2 separate regions of the Mus musculus genome follow, and region 2 is linked to region 1. The links are chromatin contacts, called in public HiChIP or PLAC-seq maps. All regions are on one chromosome and are shown on one strand. The core of a region is the stretch at or near the end of the contact, and the rest is flanking DNA. Distances in the headings are between cores, read along the strand shown. Region 1 has its middle 4.3 kb from the start of Ngf. Region 2 has its middle 54 kb from the start of Gm46818.

Evidence for each region. HiChIP or PLAC-seq counts read pairs in DNA pulled down with a chosen protein or histone mark.
Region 2: a contact with region 1 is called in an HNF4G HiChIP or PLAC-seq map of pancreatic cancer cells. The contact joins two enhancer-like sites. A contact is called at or near these places in 9 of 39 promoter capture datasets (the 3T3-L1 cell line, 3T3-L1-derived adipocytes, the HPC-7 cell line and 5 more), 2 of 484 Hi-C or Micro-C datasets (nephron progenitors and uterus), 1 of 115 datasets of contacts at active chromatin or transcription factors (pancreatic cancer cells) and 1 of 9 other capture datasets (pancreatic islet).

What each region holds. Positions count from the first base shown.
Region 1 is chr3:102,463,483-102,467,700 of GRCm38.p6, reverse strand. No RefSeq gene overlaps it. Among named protein-coding and RNA genes, the nearest start is that of Ngf, 4.3 kb to the left of the region's middle. Within about 2 kb of position 2,365, at least 37 of the 459 cell types and tissues checked have an H3K27ac peak or open chromatin away from gene starts, as enhancers often do. A contact at or near this core is called in pancreatic cancer cells, where this site is marked.
Region 2 is chr3:102,557,515-102,561,645 of GRCm38.p6, reverse strand. No RefSeq gene overlaps it. Among named protein-coding and RNA genes, the nearest start is that of Gm46818, 54 kb to the right of the region's middle. Within about 2 kb of position 1,850, at least 5 of the 459 cell types and tissues checked have an H3K27ac peak or open chromatin away from gene starts, as enhancers often do. A contact at or near this core is called in pancreatic cancer cells, where this site is marked.

The sequences.
Region 1 (4,218 bases), core at 1,116-3,615:
AATGACCATAGTCCAGTGCCTACTCTTTTTGCCTTTTCCCCTTTCAAGGACTCCCACAGAAGTGTCCTCCTGGGTCACTGAGCAAAGGACCTCAAGGCCTGGCTCAGTTGCATTTACAGGAATGAAAACCAGCTGAGAGGGCAGTGACCAGGAGGCATGGTGCCAATCAGCAGAGAATGAGAATATTTTGATGTGCTAGATTTTCTCGAAAGAGCTTTTTATCCAGGGCATCAAAATAACCAGCAGCTGATGCACGTGCTGGCTTGGAGGACAGCGGGACAGCTTGTGGTGTGTACGGTAATTGTTGTTATTTCTGAGGATGTAGAAGCCTGCAGCCATTGAGAGCCTCATCAACAGCAACACAGCGCCGCACCGACCTCCTGGCCTGCCTCTGCCTCCCCTCCACGCTCCTTCCTCCAGGTGTTCTGGCCTAATTTCTAGATACCAGTCATATCTTCATCCCTGACTGCTCAGACACACTCCCCCAGTCACCAGTGTCTATTTTATGCACAGTTCTTGCTAGTTTTTTAGTCACTTGCACAGACTCTAGCAAGGACTACTTCATCTCAGCCCTCAACCCCAGCCCCATCCACAGTCCTTCTTCCTCTTTCCTTTCTTTTTTTTTTTCTTCTTTAGTTTTTGTTGTGGTTTGGTTTGATTTTTTTTTTTTTAAGGTACAGTCTCATGTCACCCAGACTGTAGCCCCCTTCCCATTAAATATCTGATTCTCCTGCCTCCACTTCCCTAGTGTGCTTACAGGCCTCGGCCACCATACCCAGTTTATGCAATGCTGGAGACCAAAATGCACGGAGGGCCTCATGGCTTTTTGACAAGCCTATATCCCTGGTCCTTCATTCCCTGCAGGGTCTGTCTCATGGGATGCTACTGAGCTGGGAACATAGCAGTTCCACTCTTGTCCTGTGGGGGCACTGTGGCTCAGAAAAGCAATCACCTTGAGAACAGGCGAGCTTTGGCCCATGCATATGACCTTGGGAGAAATAGCTAAACTGTTAGGGCCATAATAGTTATAATCACTATAAGACTATAATTATATTGATTAAATATATTAAATCAATCATTTAGAGTACCTGTTCTGCCCAGTCCCATTGTAGGCACTGAGGATTCAGGAAATAAAGCTGCCTCTAGACACTTGGAATTTAAGTTCTAAAAATTCCCATCACTGATTTAATACTTAACAAATGTAATTTGTTGAGTGTACATTATAAGTTTGGAGAGTACAAAGGAAGGCAAGCAACGATAGAGGTAATTCTCCTTAGGCACAAGGGGAGTCAAGAATGTCCCTAGGGATCAAATCCTGTCGCTGACCATTGTGAGCCTCCACCTTCTCAGTCTTTCCTGACTCTGATCCCTCAAAGATCCCTAGTACCCTTGGTTGCCATGTGGACCACCTAGATCAGGTGCCAATGCCCCTGCCCCGATACTGTCTTCAGAGGTCTCTGCCTTTGTAGCAGCTGCCTAGGGTCTCTTATGAGCCTGTGGCTCAAACAAGTATACCTCCATCCAGGTCCTATACATCTAGGACAGGACCTAATGCCACCACCTTAGAAATCCAGCTGACTATATTTCAAAAAATTCGGTTCTAGGACAGGAGCTCTATAAAAGGAAACAGAGATCAAGAAGGAATGTTCATACCATGTAAGCACCCACTACCTAGTGTAAAAACAGACCTATAAAGGAATGGAAAACCTGTAGGGAAAGATGTGGCCATTCAAAGGATATAGAGCTTGATCCACTTTGAGCTTCAAGGAGCCTCCATTATTGTCCTAGGTGTCCTTAGCCTAAATTCCACATTCTTTAAGGAGATTGTGTGTTACCTGTCCCTCCGTTCTCCTTGCTACTTGCTTTGCTTTGCTCTGGCTCTGACTCTGGCTCTGGCCTTGGGGTTTTCTTTGGCAGTTCATTTCATAAGTAATGGCAATAACTCTGGCCTCTAAATATGTTTACTAGGCCTCAAAGGCCATTGCTCTGATCCGTTCTTCTTGCCCATCTAGATATATCTCTTAGACTCTTCACACTTCTAATTGGGAGATTTCTCCAAGCCCCCAAATCAAGCCTGGCACCCTTTTTAGATGCTTCTATGAACAATCTATACGCCTTAGAGCGCATACCTAATACACTTTCATGAGTGAGATATTGTCTGTGCTTTGATGCATGAGTAAGAACCATAAGAGGACTGCTGGGAAGGGCATCGTCTGAGACAGAAAGAATGGCTTGGAACAAGAATGGGTCAGAACCAGTCTGGAATTGGTGGGGCTTGAGGTGGCTATGGGTGAAGTGTGAATGTGAGGTTCAGGGGGGTTGGGATATGATGAGTAAGAACAAATACGGGCCAACCACCTGGGTCTTGTTGTGCCAGTTTAGATCAACAATGATGAGTCCCTGAGCCAGGCACTGAGACATGATCATGTACTGACTCATTCAGAATAAATATAGTGTATAAACTGATTTAAGCAATAGGAAATGGCAGGGTAAGGGGCGGTGAGGGAGAGAAACAGGGCTCATGGATGCTCCTGTAGTCCTAGTTTGTCTGACCAGGTAGCTGAGAGTACCTGATATGGAGAAGGGCTATCAATGGCAGTTCATGTGGTGGGGGCCTGGGGGGAAGAGGTCTTTAGTTTAGGGGTTTGTGGGGGCTTGTGTGACAGTAGAGTGTGTGTACAATAGAGAAATAGAGATTGATGAGCAATGTCAAGGCACAGTGCACATGGGCTGAAGTAAACAGCCTCAACGTTGTCTCCAAGTCTACGCTGAAGGCTCACCTCCCCCAACAGTCCACAGAAAGTTCTTTCTCCTGTTCTTTGCCACCAGAACATCCTAAGTTATATATTGAGCTCTCTCTACCCCAGGTTTACAGGAAGACTCTGTGATCAAATCCTCCAAGCATTGCTTTTAATACTTTATGGGAGCCAAAGGAATTCAAAAAACTTGTTTTTCTTTTTTTACTTCTGCATGCTTGGCTTTCAAAAGCATTGTCTTGCTGTAGACTCAGAAATTCTATTCTTGATGTGGAAAGAAGAATATTGGCTCTTTCTGTGTTCCAACTACAGCAAGCCTAGAAGCAGCCTATGAGAATCAAGTGCTTCTGGAAGGATACTGGCAGATCACACACTGGGAAAAGTAAGAGAAAATGTCCATACATCTGCTAATGTCCGTCCTCACAGCAGGCAACAGGTTGACTCTCTCTGACGTCTCTCTCTGTCTCTGTGTCTCTCTCTCTCTGTATGTGTGTGTCTCTTTTCCTCTGTTCCTCTTGTCCTTCTCCTTCCTCCCTATATCCCCTTTTCCCCTCTCTTTTTCTTTTTAAGTCATGTACTCACACTATAACCTGGCTGGCTTTGAACTCACACCAGTTCTGTTTCCTAAGTCTCCCAAGCGCTAAGGAAACAAGAGCACAAGAGCAGCCACACCTCCAACACCAGGATACTCTCCCCACTAAACTCTAAAACCCTTAAGAACTGGAGGTAGCCGTGATAACACCTGCTGTGCTGCAGGTGGTAGACACACATTATCCCTGCTGGTAACAAGAGGCCTGGCTCAAATAGGTTTCACCTTCTGCCAGATTCTGAGTCTGGAAGGAGCTCCCTTGGGGCAGGACCTCAGCATGCTGCACCACCCAATCTCAGTTAGTTTTGCTCTCAGCAAAAAGTCTGGGGCTGTCTGCTGGTTTCTCAGGGCAATCACATTTCAGGGGACAGGTGACAAAGCAGACTAAGAAAGGTGTGAGAACTAACATGTAAGTTGAGTGGCGCTATTTGGGCATCACAGGGTTAAGGAGTAGAACACTAAATCTGTATGAGTTTGAAAATTGCTCACAGGGGGAAAACTGCATTGATTATTCTCCCCCCCCCCTCTCTCTCCTGTGCCTCAATACATGTCCTCCCCCTCCTCCTTGGACACTCACTCTTTTCTGGGTGTTCTTCAGCCCTGCCTCACCCTTAGGCAGACACAATCCTGAGAGGCAGCCCAGCTGCCTAAGTTAGAGATCCTCTTCCTCTGTGGGCCAATGTTCCTTAGATGGGATTTCCACAGTGTTCCAGCCATGTGCTTTTCTCTGTTCCTTCTCTCCTCCCAAACTCCTGCAAGCTCCACTGTGCAGTGGCAGGGACCATGCTATTCACAGTGTTCAGCACTATGCCTACACAAGGGAGCACACAGTAGGTGGACGGCTGCACACAGTAGGTGCTCCACTCTTAGCTG
Region 2 (4,131 bases), core at 601-3,100, 94 kb before region 1:
GAGTGATGAGCACACTTGTAAGCTTAGAAGCATCAGAGGAGTCTCAGAGTTAAAAATGTCATGGCTAGGATGCTTATTCCATCCTAATTTCCCAGTAGGGTTCCAATCTCATCATTGCTGACCCAAATTCTTGTGCATTTAACTGTCTTTGACAATCAGCCACAATGACTATTTGTGATTGAAAAAACCAAAAGCTTCTTTGTAGGCAACCCCAAGAGGCTCTTAGGCCTTCGGAGCAGGCTTTCAATTGCTTGTTGCCCTCAGCTGTTTCTTATCTTTCTGGAAGCATCTTAGTGTTAACATCTAATCCTGTTCTCTTAGAGCTCCAATTGTTTCCAAACATCTCGAATGTGAGTAGATTGCGCTGCCCGAGCAATACCTTCCCCATAGATCCTGAGTGACTGAGATATGATTCCCACAGTAGTCCTAGTCTACGGTTTGTTCTCTCAATTCACTGCTGTTTAAATGATCAGTGTTTGAACTACCAGCCTATGCCTGTGGCATAATGCCTAGCATCAGTGACAGGACCTCTTGCAAGATGGATGTTTGAGTAATCCAACTTCAAAACACTATCTTTGGCCCATATTTCTCAGATTGCTTCTGCCTCTACAAACTTACCTCGGGTTCCTCAGAAATAGGCAACAAGCTATATTAAGGAGTCAGCATCTCCAAAAGGAAAAGAAGAAATTGGGTAAAAAGAAAAGTTTAATATTCAAGTAAGTCTGCTAAAACCTTCAGTGATTGGCAGGAGCTTTGACACAAGAATTGACCACTGGAATGTCTGCCTCTGGGCCCCAAAGGCTGGGTCGTTCACCCTCACCTTTCTTAGTTGCCAGACAAAGGCTGCATTAGTGAGGACATGATCTGAGGAGTGGAGCTCTCTGCAGTTGAAGCAGACATGGAAGAAGACTTTCAGAAGCAGGCTGTCCACTGGCCAGAGTAGCAGGTCCTGTGCCTGAGTAGCAGGTTCTTCTTTGAAGCAATAGCTATGCAATGCACCCCTGTGACCACCCATATATGCACCAGCTACAGACTTTGAGACAGTATGTTTAGCATAAGCATAACAATATTGAACGCAAACAGGGACAGCATGTGTGTACATATTTGAAGATCATCAGTGGTGGTGGCAGAGCAAGGTTAAGCTGAGAAGATCTGTAAAATGTGAGATTAAACAAAGACTGAATTCTTTTAAATCCTCTACCGTTGAGGATAACGATGTTTACATGTGTGTTCACTGAAAGATCTGTGAAAGGTTAGGTCAGCAGCAAGGAACCCTCGTAGAACCTAAAATATATTACGGCACTATGATTTTCAGCTTAAAGAAACCTTAGAGGGAAGCATGATTCAAGGTCTGGGAAGAAACGGATCTGAGTAATCCAAAATATTTCTCCCACAGCATAGCAAAGGATGGAACAAAGGATGCTAAAACCATGTCAAAAGACTCAAGAACAAATTCAAAGATGCTCCTTTTGATTAAACAAACAAACAAAAAAGGATAATTGAAACATCAATAAGAGTAAGAAAATGAATACATTTGCATTTTTACTTTACAACGAGACCTTAATAGTTGATCAGTTACCTTTGAGTGATGACAGGAAATCAGTCCATTTCCTTAGAAATTATCGAGGAAATGGAAAGAGTGGCCCTCGATCTGCAATCCAAAAATGAACCGGGCCTCTGGGCAGCCAAGCGGTAAAGAAGGGAGAAATCTTGTAGTAGGCTCCCAGCTAATAAAGGAAGGCAAACTCTCAGTGTTAGAAGACCAGCGCATGGCGACGGCAATAAATCAGTGGATGTGGTCAATAGAAATATCACAAACAAGAGACGTGGCCAAGCATTACGTGTCCCTCAGCAAACAAACACCACACCATCTGTAGTCTTGCCAAAAAGATCAAACCTAAGTCTGATTGAGCCCTCAGAACCTGCTGCCATTTTTAAAGAAACCCAGAGGGCAGAGGAATGTATTGAACTCCACCGTGAGCATGCAATTAGCAAAATCCAGATGGTAGGAAATGCTGGAGGCCAGACTCAGGATCTTCAACAGAGAAATCAGAAGGAGAAGAAAAACACAGAGGAAAACTGTGGAGTAGGACAAAGATTGAGGGCCTGAAAGACAGTTTTTAAGTGACTGAGACTAGGCCCTACAGTGTCTAAGGATAAGACATGGCTGCTAGCTGTCCTTATGTAAGAATGTGCTTAGCATAAAAAAATCAGATAATACTTTTTAGATTGAGAGATTGCTAAGATCTGTCCAGCAATAGATGAGTCCTGGGTAGTTGGCAAAATCCTATTTTTTTGATTTCCCAAAGTGTTTGCAATTATGTTGATTTTATACTATTTTACTAGCCTATATGTTTGTGTAAGTTTCTAAGTGTGTTCTATTTTACAATAAAATGGCTAAACACACACACACACACACACACACACAGCCTCATTCTGTGACACACAGTTAAACCTGTACTCAGAGGGGAATGTGTAGTTTTAAATATTTACATTAGAAGAGAAGTTAGATGATAATTAACCAACGAGGCAGAAAAAAGTAAAATGAAGAAAAGGAAGTAGAATAAGGCAAATACGTATTGTGGTAAATGGTATTTGGGGGTTTCTACCCCACCTTAGATCATTTAGTTCCCAATTAGAATACTCAAAACCTTTACATTTATAATAAACCTTAAAGCACTAGAGCTGCACAGATATCAACCCTCTATGCTATTTTGTCTACCTCCCTGTCAGTAATACCAAGATATCACTGCCTGGGCCACTTCTACTCCAACTGGCTGGCCCTCTTAGCCATGCCTTCATGATCCACCAACCCCTTGGCACACCTTCCTCGTCCTCATCTTCCCTCTTCCCCTCTCCATCTCCCTTCCTCCTCCTCCTCCTCCTCCTCCTCCTCCTCCTCCTCCTCCTCCTCCTCCTCCTCCTCCTCCTCCTCCTCCTCCTCCTCCTCTTCTTCTTCTTCTTCTTCTTCTTCTTCTTCTTCTTCTTCTTCTTCTTCTTCTTCTTCTTCTTCTTCTCTCTCTCTCTCCTCTCTATTTTTGTCTCTGCCTCAGACCCCAAGCCCAGTAACCTAAACCCCACGTACCTCTTTTCCCAGCTACAGCCTGTAGGCATCTTTATTAACCAAGCAATTGTGGGGCAAGGTTTATACAACAAAAGTATCGTATACGTGAAGATCTCCTTGTGTTAAGGCGATTAGACCTTGGAATGCAGAATTTAGCATTATGATACATAGTAACAGACCATGTCTCAACAATCATGAAGGTGGGAATTAATATAATGAAAATAATGACAACGAAAAAAGCCTTTGTGGAAACCTTAAAAAATTCATAAAATTGAAAACGTTTTTGATACAATTAATTAATTAATTAATTAAGAGATGCCCAAACATAAATATTAACATGCTACATAAACAGGAAATTCCTACTAGATTAGAAGAATAAGAATAGAGTTTAAAAAAATCTATGCCAGCAAGATTTGAAAACAGGTGAAATGAAAAACTTCCTTGACCCTGCTGGAAGACTCTTCTCAAGCTAGTCTAAGACAGAGAGATAAGAAATAGGAATGGAGTGCTCACAGATCTTCCCAAAAGGAAAAGTTGTTTCCAGACAAGTCTTATACAGGTTTGTGAGCCTTCAGTTATCACTTCTACAGTGTTTAATATGTCATTAGGGGACCTACTCAGCATGGAAGATGAGTATGATAAATGAAATGTATGTTTAGAAAGGAAGAGTTAGATGAAAATATAGCCTCTAAATGACATGGCTCTCCATGCAGAAAGCTAAAGTCATCTTAGGCAATTATTAGTAGATTCATTAAGTCTGCCATGTATATGTGTATGTGCATGTGTTTATTATGTTTCTACCTAGATACACATAAAAATCTATTGTACAATTGGAAAATATTTTTATATTGAAGTTTTAGGGAGCCCAATTACCAGCATTTCTTCCCTTGCTCACACTCTGAACTGAAAGAAGCATAAGCAGATAGAAAAACAGCTCAAATTTAAAATGGCTGACAGAACTAAGTAGATGTATTCTCCCAAAGAAAAGATGTGACTGGGCAGTAAGTATATGAACAACCATGCCCAACCTCATTAGTTGTTGGGAAAATGCAAATCGAATCCACATA